Regions from separate parts of the Zea mays genome. Here region 2 is linked to region 1. The links are chromatin contacts, called in public Hi-C maps. All regions are on one chromosome and are shown on one strand. The core of a region is the stretch at or near the end of the contact, and the rest is flanking DNA. Distances in the headings are between cores, read along the strand shown.

Region 1 (5,306 bases), core at 1,237-3,736:
GCGGAGCGAGTGGAGGAGACACCGCGCGAGGGAGAAGGGATTGGCGGGAGCGGCGTTGAGGAGGAGGGATGCATGGGAGTTGTGGTGACGCCATGGTGGTGGAGTGGGTGGAGGAGCCGCCCGCGCGAGGGGAGAAGGAATTGGCGGCTGCGACGTTGATGAGGGATGCAAACGCTACTCCCGTGTGTGGATGGAGGATCCACCAAGAAAGTGGGGGAGTGGAGACAAAAGCTTGGGATCGAGAGGAAATTGAGGAACGAAGGAGGTTTGAAGCGTAGCCGTGGCAATAGGACGGACGATGCAGATTGATAGGAGGCAAAATCATGAAATGCTGGCTACCCCTGCAGTCTTAATATAGTAGTATAGATTGCTTCAACCGTATTCTTTATTATACAACAACAAAAAAATAAAGTAAATATTATATGTAACAAAATAATATAATTTTGAACACGCTGCTTGTCTGCTTTCACAGTCACTATATGTCAGTGTTTTGGGTCCGACCGCGCACCCAGGGTTACCCCTCAAGGTGCTTTTAGGAGTAGAACGGTGTTACCGACTGTAGCTCGATGGTTCGTGCTGGATGCACGAGAAATAGTGGACAATGATGTACAAGTTCGGGCCACTTTGAGATGCGTAACACCCTACGTCCTGGCGAGAATGCTTTATGTGATGAATTACAGGGGAGTTCTCTAGTGTTGGAAAACGTAGAGAGCGGGGTGAATGACTAAGTAATGAGTGATGTCGATCGTCTTGAAGGGGTGTCCCTAGGCCTTATATACTCGACCGTGGGGGCATTACATGTGGATATGATAACAACGTGTGCCAAAGTAATAGTGAACTAACTGAGTCTATCTTCCTATAGTTCAGCCGACTCATCCTCGCTCAGTTCCGATGTACGGGGCCCCTGCGTGGGAAGGTCGGGTCACTGTTGCGATCACGGCTCAAATCCATCGAGCCGTCTGGGTCTGCGTCGATCCAGTCTTGTGTCAATCTGCCTTACTGGACGTTTCTCCCAGGCCCACGAAGGGATGACCTCGCGAACTATTGGGTCCACGGGCCTTTCGTGAGGTCTTTTATCCTTCCGCTGGACCCGGGGGATATCTGTCCCCCACACTATACTACTCACATATCATTAATTTAGTATAGATTATATTAATTTATTCCAAAAAATAGATTTATATTAAATATTTGATATATTTCAGAGAATTTGGGTAGTTCAGGTACCAGATAACATTACCCAAACTACCCGAACTAAATTCATTTTTTTAGAATTGCTATCCAAAATTTTGATTGGGTATTTCGGGTTTGGGTACTTTGGAATTGGGTTCAGGTAATTTGGGTTTGGAGTTTGGGTATTAGGTATTTTGCCCACCTTCTTTAGCTAAAAAAGACGAGTGGCTGAAGAAGCTATAAAAAAGAGACCAGACTTCTTTTTCAGCTCATACATTTTTAGGTCTTTTGACTGAGATAAAATGTAATATTTTTTCTTGTGTGCTGTCACAACATACAAAGATTGTATTAGTTTTGATTGAGACTCTTAACTCACAATGACAGAACTTAACATGTAATCAGGAGGCTACGGCATGGCCAAGTGGTAAGGCAGGGGACTGCAAATCCTTTACCCCCAGTTCAAATCTGGGTGCCACCTGATCAATAAAATATTTAGGATTATAGTACTGATCAAACTCGACAAATTCGTACCCCCTAAGTTGGGGCACGAGAGTAACTAGGTTTGGCGATACTGGATTTTGAGAATCCATACCATAGTTCTACCCTCAAACTTTCTCCATAGATAATATGAAAAATGTAGTTTTGATACCAGATTAATCACAGTTTCGTGGTCAGCTATTACTACTTGTTGGAGACAGATGGGTCATTACCCACGTATTTTGCAGGGGAACAAACTTAGAAATCTCTCTCTAGATGAATTGGTTAGACTGTGGCAAGAGATTATCATCTGTATATTATGTATTAGAGCAACTTTAAGAGACTAGTTAGATCGTTTTATAAAGATAAATTTTAGCTATTATTAAAAGAAAATTGTCTCCAATAAACTCTATAAATATTTTGGTCTCTATTTTTAGATATCATGCTTCACTCGACACACAGAGTTCTGAGTTTGTTGGATTAGTCTACTCTTTTTGTGAAATCTATTTTAAAGAGTAGTTAAATTAGTAAATTTGGTTAATCTTTTGGAGTTGCTGGTATACCTATAGCGTATACAAGCAATTAGTGGTGGGCTTATTTGGGCCATCATAATCTCTAGTGGATTCGGCCCATCGACGATCCGACGGCGGACGCCTTAAACCCTTCTCCTTCCTTTGGTCCGCCTCCTCCCCGCCCCTCCGCAGTCGCAGTGCCGCAGCATCGTCGCCATGGCTCTCCTCAAGAACTCCCTCATGCTCCCGGGTCTCCTCAATTTCCACCCCCTCACATTTCCTTCTCTGATCTCTCCCCAAGGCTGACCCCCGGGTGTTTGTGGTGCAGGGCGGTTGCGCCATGCGGCGGCGGCGCTCACTGCGCGGCGCCACGCGGCGACGTTGACGGAAGAGTACGCGCGCCGGAACTACGCCGATAACAACTCCGAGTACAACACGGTCATCGGATCGCTCGTCGCTCAGCGCAGGCAAGGCAGTGTTGCTTTAATGATTGCCGCGTCCCGTTGCGTGCTAGCTGTTCGACGCATTGCCAAGCGGGAGGCGTTTTCGTTGAGATGCCTTGTTTTGGTTCTGTTGCTGCATATTAGCAGGCATGTGCTTGGTTTGGTCCCGTATGCAGGCATGTGCTTGCTGATTCGATTGTTCACTGGGGCCTTTCGTGTTGTGGGATTAATGGCCATGTGAAAATTGTACATAATATTGTGTAGCTGTAGGCGAATTTACCCTTTTGTGCATGACAATTCCGAATTCAAAGTTTCAAACTCAAGAAGTCCCTTTGTTCGTTGTGTCAGTGAGCCTGGCCACCTGAGCAACTAGACTGCCATGAATTCCCCCTAGAGAAACAGGAGGGATCACCTCGGTTACTCCCAAATGGCTTAAATATTGTACGATTTCAGTTTCTAATAATAAACATGTATGCACTGTTAAATTGTGAGAAAACAGGGGGCTGGCTATTAGCTTCTCATATTTCTTTCTTGGTTACGCACATATGTCCAGCTTGTCTGGACAGCCTCCTTTATTCTCGAAAAATATGAGAGCCTTATTTTTCTGATATTGTTTAACTAGTCATTTGTGGCCTCTAAGATATGAATTTTCTTGTTTTGTTTTCCTAAAGGTATGTCTATATAACTTTTAGCAAATTACTTTATGTCCTATGGTAATGCCATTTTTCATCATGTATATGCCCATCTTGAATTTTTGTTTCAGTAGAATGACAGCTCCCTTTTCAGAAACCACTATTTTCTAACATGATGCTTCAGTAGAATGACAGCTCCCTTTTTGTTTCAGTAGAATGACAGTTACATTCTCGTTATCTTTAGGCCCTACCTTCTGCGTGATGCTTACGACGACATGATGCTTGATGGCGTGAAGCCTGAGCGGGAAACGTTCCACACACTCATAGTCGGTACCATGAAAGGCAGCCGGCTACAAGATGCGCTTTACTTCCGTGATCAGATGAAAGAAATGGGTTTGAAGCCTGATGTTAGATTGCTGACTTCTCTCAATTCACTCCATTTCCTTTTTATCTGAGAGATATCAGTCTGATGTTCTTAATGGTTTCCAGGTTAACCTTTACAACTTCTTGATCTCCACTTGTGGAAAATGCAAGAACTCAGATGCAGCAATCATGGTTAGTTTTTCTGTGTACCTGAATGCTAACTGTGCTTTTATCATTATGATATCATTCTCATGCTTGAACTGCTTTATTTTGTTCTTCATGCTCACTGATGCTCCTGTCCTTTACCTGTAACAAAGCTTTTAGAAGAAATGAAGGCACATGATGTTAAGTTGAAAGGAGAAACCTACATTTGTCTACTGAATGCACTTGCATCAACAGGGCAAACTGATCAAGTGTAAGGCACAATTCTTGACAGTATTTATATGCTCCAACAGATATAACAATGCAACTATTGAAATTGAAATATAACATCACTTGTTGCTTGCCACAGTGCTACTGCCATTTATGGTGGTTCTCGCCACTCTTAGCATAATGACTTGAAGTTTATCAACACAAACCAGCAAAACAGTTTAGCGGAATTTTGTCAGTCGTACTTGTTCTCTACCCAAAGTTATAGGCTTGAATAGGAGCGAATGAAAAAAAGATACCACGTGCCTGAAACTTTATTTGTGGCTTCTGTTCGGTTTCAACTCTATCCTACACCAACTTGCTTGGGACTAAAAGGCTTTGTTGTCATTGTTGTACTTATTCTCTATGCATTTTGTTTGTTAAAGGTTCATCCACACTTCTAACAGTTAGCTATCATTTGAGAATATGAGATATGTAAGTACTGATCTCATGGATTTGAAGGTTTAGAGTAATGCAACTTTCTGGTAATTTCTTGCTGATAACATCAGAGTTGGTGTCTTTAGTGTCTAGGGTATGGTTGCCAGGTAGGCCTCTCAGCTGTGCTATTTGTGAACACATTTGTAGTTTACCCTCAGCTGTGAACACCTTCTGGTTTATCTATTTACTTGCACGAGAAACTTATATGACAAGAATTTGTTTTGATAGTTATGCCATAGTTAGTGATATGAGTGCTGCTGGACTTGGATTAAACAAGTTTTGTTATGCTGGATTGATAACTGCATTCAAGAACAAGACACCAACCGCTGAGGAAACTATGGCGAAGGTATGGTACACATGTGTATGTCCTTAAGGATGTACTTAACTAAATCTTAATGTTCTATAACTTCTCTTTCAAGCAGATTCTTGACTTCGTCGGGCAGTCGAAAGGTTGGCAATATGTTGAAAGAGTATCAAAGGACATTGCTGAGAATATAATGATGAATGTGTCAGAGGAAGAACTGTACAACCTCCCAACAGCAGAATATGTAAATAGGCGAGGAGGATTTGTCTTTAAACAACATACAGTTTATCATGTTGCTCTCCAAGCTTGTGCAGAATTGCGAAGCAAAGAGGTGATCTTTTTCCTTTGCATTACCATTTTCCATCATCATAATATTTTGGTTACTGCACATAGGCCATGCACAATCAGCATAAGCATAACTTTATATTTTTGTAACTTTTTCTACCACTAGTAACTTTTCTGAAATCACCAAAATGTGGTGAGTTTAGCTTCTTCTGAAATTTCATTTACTTCAAAATTCTGCAGACACTTGAAGCACTTCTGGAAATGTTCAATAAGG
Region 2 (4,931 bases), core at 1,811-4,310, 130 kb after region 1:
AAAATCCTGTGTCCAACTGGATCTGCTCTTCTCATTCCGCATGCTTCCAAATCGTCGAGGATGCTCATCAATAGAATCTCGATCACTGTCAAAGCCCGGAGCATTACCCCTGTCATCACCAGAGTCCCATTCTTCACCTGATGCCTCGAACTCGCTATCATCATCCCACTTCCTCACATCTGAAGTCCTTCTGTTGTTGTTATGCTCTATCCTATATCTTCCATGTCCTCTATCCTCGTAATCTGAGTTTTCATTATTTCTGTTGAAACCCCTTCGATCACCTACGTCTTCCCTCTCCCAATATCGCATTCTTGAAGATTCTTCTTTCTCTGCAGCCTCTTCTTCCTCCCATTGCTTCTCTGCTGCACTTTCTATCTCTGAAATGAACCTGTCAAGCTCCTCCTGATCACTATCTTCAGATGGTTCATCACGTGGTTCTTTTATTTCAGAGGTCCCAGCAGAAGGTTGTGTGTCCCCACGGAAAATATACGGAGTACCTTGCTGCTCATCTATGGCTCGGAAGAACGTAGAGGCAACACGCTGGATGCTAGCCATAGCAACTGGGTCCTCTGGATTGATACCCTTACGACGGAGTTGGGTTTCTATTTTCTTGATGTTTAATTTTTGTGATTCAAGTGCTTGTTCAAATCTAGCCTTGAATAGTGCCTGCAGCAAGAATACTTGTATCAAGCCCCATGAGCCATAATAAAGAATAATCAATGTTACTAAATTATTCAGTAACTAAATGTTTTCTTAATACACTGATAGAGAGAAAAAAGAGCAAAGATGGAGATGATCAATTCGATGGGAAAGAAGGCTACTCCATTGGAGTTAGCCATATGAAACCTAAACAAACCAGTACTCTATGAATTTGTTGTTCACAAATGCCATCCAGTGAACATGCGTTATCCAGAGCAAGTGGTAAGCAGAATAGAAATAGCAAGGAAATGCTAACTGAGACAGACACATCAGTTGCAAGGGACTGACCTTCCTTTTGGTAAGTGTGTTGAAAGGTATAAGGTTCTTTGGTTGACGGTAGTTTCTTCCTCGGAACATGATGATTGTTTTGGTATTATGAATGTTGATCACTATTCCACCACTCAATCTTGTCAGCATTGCTGCCATTTCCTTAATCTTTTCCTTTGGGAAGTTGTCACAGCAAACTTGCACCGTCTCATGGAATTTCCAGTGCATATGCATGTTTTGAACAACACCTCCAAAGACTCCACGAACTCCAACAGGCACATAGTTTCTGTTTCTGAATCCAATCTTCTTGTAAGCTTGTAGTTGCTCTGCCGTTAACAGCTCAGGATCATGACGCGGAGCTGGTAAGTCTGGTAGCTCATACTTCTTGAGCTTCTGTAGGAGCAAAGCAACTTTTTTCTTGGCCTAGATAAAAGAAAACAGAGAATATGCTAAGTCAAGGACTTTGCTACTAAAGTAATAGACCACAGACAATAGACAATGCAGATTACCTATATCTTCATGATATATCTAGAACTTACATTTTTTTTATTTTTAAAAGGTGTCCCAGCTCAGCTAGGATTATGCATCCAGTAACTATGCTAATGAGCCATATGTTTTGTTATTTATGGGCACTGGTTTTTCTTCAAGCGTAAAATAGTGCAAGCACTGTGTTCATAACCAGGCACATGTATTCATTCAGAACATGAGAAATAGTTCATATGGCTTCAAATATGCCATGATTATAACATACATTACCACATAGTTTTGGATTCCAAAACCTTAAAGATAATGGGACGGTATGAGGCTGTGTGCAGCGGCTCCCGCTGCCGCTCCCCCTCCCCTCCTTTAGGGGGCAACACTACCCGCTACGAGCCGCAGTGTGATCCCCTAAATAGGGTACAGTGCAAGGGGGCAACCTTCTCTCTCCACAGATCTGGAGAAAGCCGCCGTCTTCCTCTTGCACTGTACGCCGTTGTTTTGTGTGCACTTGAGTGTTTCTTAGTTGGTAAAAAATAAGAATGGATGATGAATAGATATGAAAAATGATATTTTATGGTAGTAGTGGGGTATAGGGGGAAATTTTAGGGAGAACTGCTGCGGGATATGAAAAAGTAGAGGATGAAATATTGACGATGTGACGTAAAAAAGTTATATAGAGGGAGAAATTTAGGGGAAACCGCTGCGGATAGCCTGACACTTAAGTATGTGCACAACAGGTGTGGTTGACTTTCCAATCTTCTACGTTAGCTATTTGATCTATTCAGATAATAAACAGAGAATAGCCCCCCGATTCCTCCCCATAAATCATATAGGGGCCAACACTTTCAACAACCAAAAAAACATAATGAATCGCGTCCCACTTGGAAGAGGCTGGTCACTACTGATTAACGAGGGGAGGAAAATGGGGGAGGTTTGAAGCCTTCTTACCCTGCGCAGGTTGTAGATGAGCTTCTCGTCCTCGGTCATGAGCTTCTTCCTGAGCTTGACGGCGCGGCGGAGCTCCCGCTGCGTGCGGCCAGTCTCCCTCGCCATCCGCTTCTCCACCTTGCTCCGCATGCTCCTCCCCTTGGTAGACATCGCCCGCCGCCACCGGCTGTAGGCTCCCGCTCCCACCGCCAGCAACCCCGCGGGCGCCGGAGCGGAGGCCGAGGCCGCGGCGACCGCCTCGCCCCTCGCGGCCAAGCGCCCGGAGCTGTCCCGCCGCATAAACAGGCGCGCGCGCGCACATCAGAGATCGAGAGGGATGGGGGGAGAGCCGGTGCTGCTGCTCCGGGTCGATAGGGAAGGGGCGGAACGCACCTGCGGCGGAGCAATGGCGAGGCTGCCCGTAGGAGGCTCCACATGGCTTGTTGGGTGCGCGCCCGCCGCTGCCGAAGTTTGTGGGAGTTCTTCTGGAAGGCGCCGCCGCGGCGGGGCGGATGCGAGGTGGGTTTATGAGGCGGCGCGGCGCGGCGCGATAAACCCTGGCTGGTCGGGATCGGGACGGTGGGTGATGCCGGGGGGAGGCAAGGAACTTGATTGTCCGTCGGATGCGAGGCGGTAGCTGTGAGCCGTTTGCTCTGAGGGTCAATGAGGCGGCTGCAACGCAAACGTAGTCACCGTGGCGGGGAAGCCCAAACTACTGACTTCTATCCCGGGAAACAGAATTGAAGGAAAAATTGTAAAAGACACAATTTTGGACCTGCTGAGTTAGGTCTCACTCCTTTTACTCTCAATCTATATGGACTAGTAAATTGCTTCCGCAGTGAGTATTTTATCGATGCACTTTTATATTTTAAAAAGTATTGCTTTAGATATATAGAAACAACAATATATATGAATATATACACATAGAAATGATAAAATTATTTGAATAAACAATTGTTTGTAGAAACATAACATTTTTATATATGTGTGCATCTATATATGGAACCAATAAAATAATGGTGTTGGCGCCAATCACTGCGATGTGTATCGGCAACGGTGCTTTCTGCGGCAGCACGGACGGTTCGCGGTCGAGGGCCGGACGGATCGCGACCTGGCGTAGAGACGAGGGTTTCCTGCCGACGTGCCAGATGGTCCGCGCACGCACGGGCGGCGGAGTTCGCCAACAGCACCTAGATCTCGCTCCTGGGAGGGACCCCGTCGGGGAGTAGAGATCTTAGAGTTTGTCTTGTGATCGACAGGTCACGTAAGACGCCTCTAGATGACGTAGAGTCAGAGAAAGGTGAAGGTTATAAGGAGAAAGCTATGTTACTATATACTACTAGGACAAAAGGTAAAGAACGGAAGATATATTGATTATTGATCGATTATTGGTGATTGTAATCGGCCGTACCCCTTAATATATATAGGGGAGATTTGGACCCGTTCCTAGGCGTCTTCCAACAGCAACCGTGAGTTTAGAGGGATAAACTCGCACGGAAAAGGGATTAGTTGCGACTGATCTGATATATTCGCGGATCGTCCGCGTCTATGGGCGGACCGTCCGGTCCTTAGGGTCAGACCGTCTAGCCGTGCCTAGTGCCACAAATGGTGCTCAACACATGCTCCTGCATTTTGGAGAAGCTAAGCGAACCAAAAGTACTGGTACAGGCTAGAATCAACTCGATGTGACCACATCGGTTCTCTTGAGCATCTTGCCACATACTAGGATGGTATTGCTTCAGGAAATGATCGTTCAACGCCTTGGGCAAGTATTCGCCTTGTAATGTTGAGAGCACCTAGAGGGGGGTGAATAGGTGATCCTGTAAAATTCAACACTAATAACCACAAAACTTTGGTTATGAAGGTTAGAATGGTTAAGTGGCTTGAAACGAGCTCTTGTGAACACAGACAATCAAAGAGAAAACAATCACAAGAGACACGCGATTTTATCCTGTGGTTCGGCCAAGTAACACTTGCCTACTTCCACGTTGTGGCGTCCCAATGGACGAGGGTTGCACTCAACCCCTTTCAAGTGATCTAATGATCAACTTGAGTACTGAAAGTCACCTAGAGGGGGGGTGAATAGGCAAATCTGAAATTTACAAACTTAAGCACACACTACAAGCCGGGGTTAGCATTAGAAATATAAACGAGTCCGAAAGAGAGGGCGAAAAACAAATCACAAGTAAATAAGGCGGATGACACGGTGATTTATTTTACAGAGGTTCGGTTCTTGCAAACCTACTCCCCATTGAGGTGGTCACAAAGACCGGGTCTTTTTCAACCCTTTCCCTCTCTCAAACGGTCACCTAGACCGAGTGAGCTTTTCTTCTCAATCAATCGGGACACTAAGTCCTCACAAGGACCACCACACAATTGGTGTCTCTTGCCTTGATTACAATTGAGTTGGAAACAAGAAAGAAGGAAGAAGAAAAGCAATCCAAGCGCAAGAGCTCAAATGAACACAAATGTCTCTCTCTCTAGTCATTAATTTGTTTGGAGTGATTCCGGACTTGGGAGAGGATTTGATCTCTTTGATTGTGTCTTTGAATGAAGTC

Evidence for each region. Hi-C and Micro-C count contacts between places; a contact is called where the count stands out from the background.
Region 2: a Hi-C map of ear shows a contact between it and region 1, with 2.2 times the contacts expected there. The contact joins the promoter of LOC103635902 here to the promoter of LOC100280271 in region 1. A contact is called at or near these places in 2 of 25 Hi-C or Micro-C datasets (ear and endosperm).

What each region holds. Positions count from the first base shown.
Region 1 is chr8:131,690,599-131,695,904 of Zm-B73-REFERENCE-NAM-5.0, forward strand. It overlaps LOC100280271, which reads left to right and starts at 2,487. Exons shown (of 12, transcript NM_001153199.2): 1 at 2,487-2,626; 2 at 3,479-3,641; 3 at 3,724-3,789; 4 at 3,915-4,012; 5 at 4,672-4,789; 6 at 4,866-5,078; 7 at 5,273-5,306. The coding sequence starts at 3,510.
Region 2 is chr8:131,820,245-131,825,175 of Zm-B73-REFERENCE-NAM-5.0, forward strand. LOC103635902 (CRM-domain containing factor CFM9, mitochondrial) reads right to left here and starts at 3,061. Exons shown (of 4, transcript XM_023300839.1): 1 at 2,767-3,061; 2 at 2,395-2,659; 3 at 988-1,389; 4 at 1-666. The coding sequence starts at 2,810.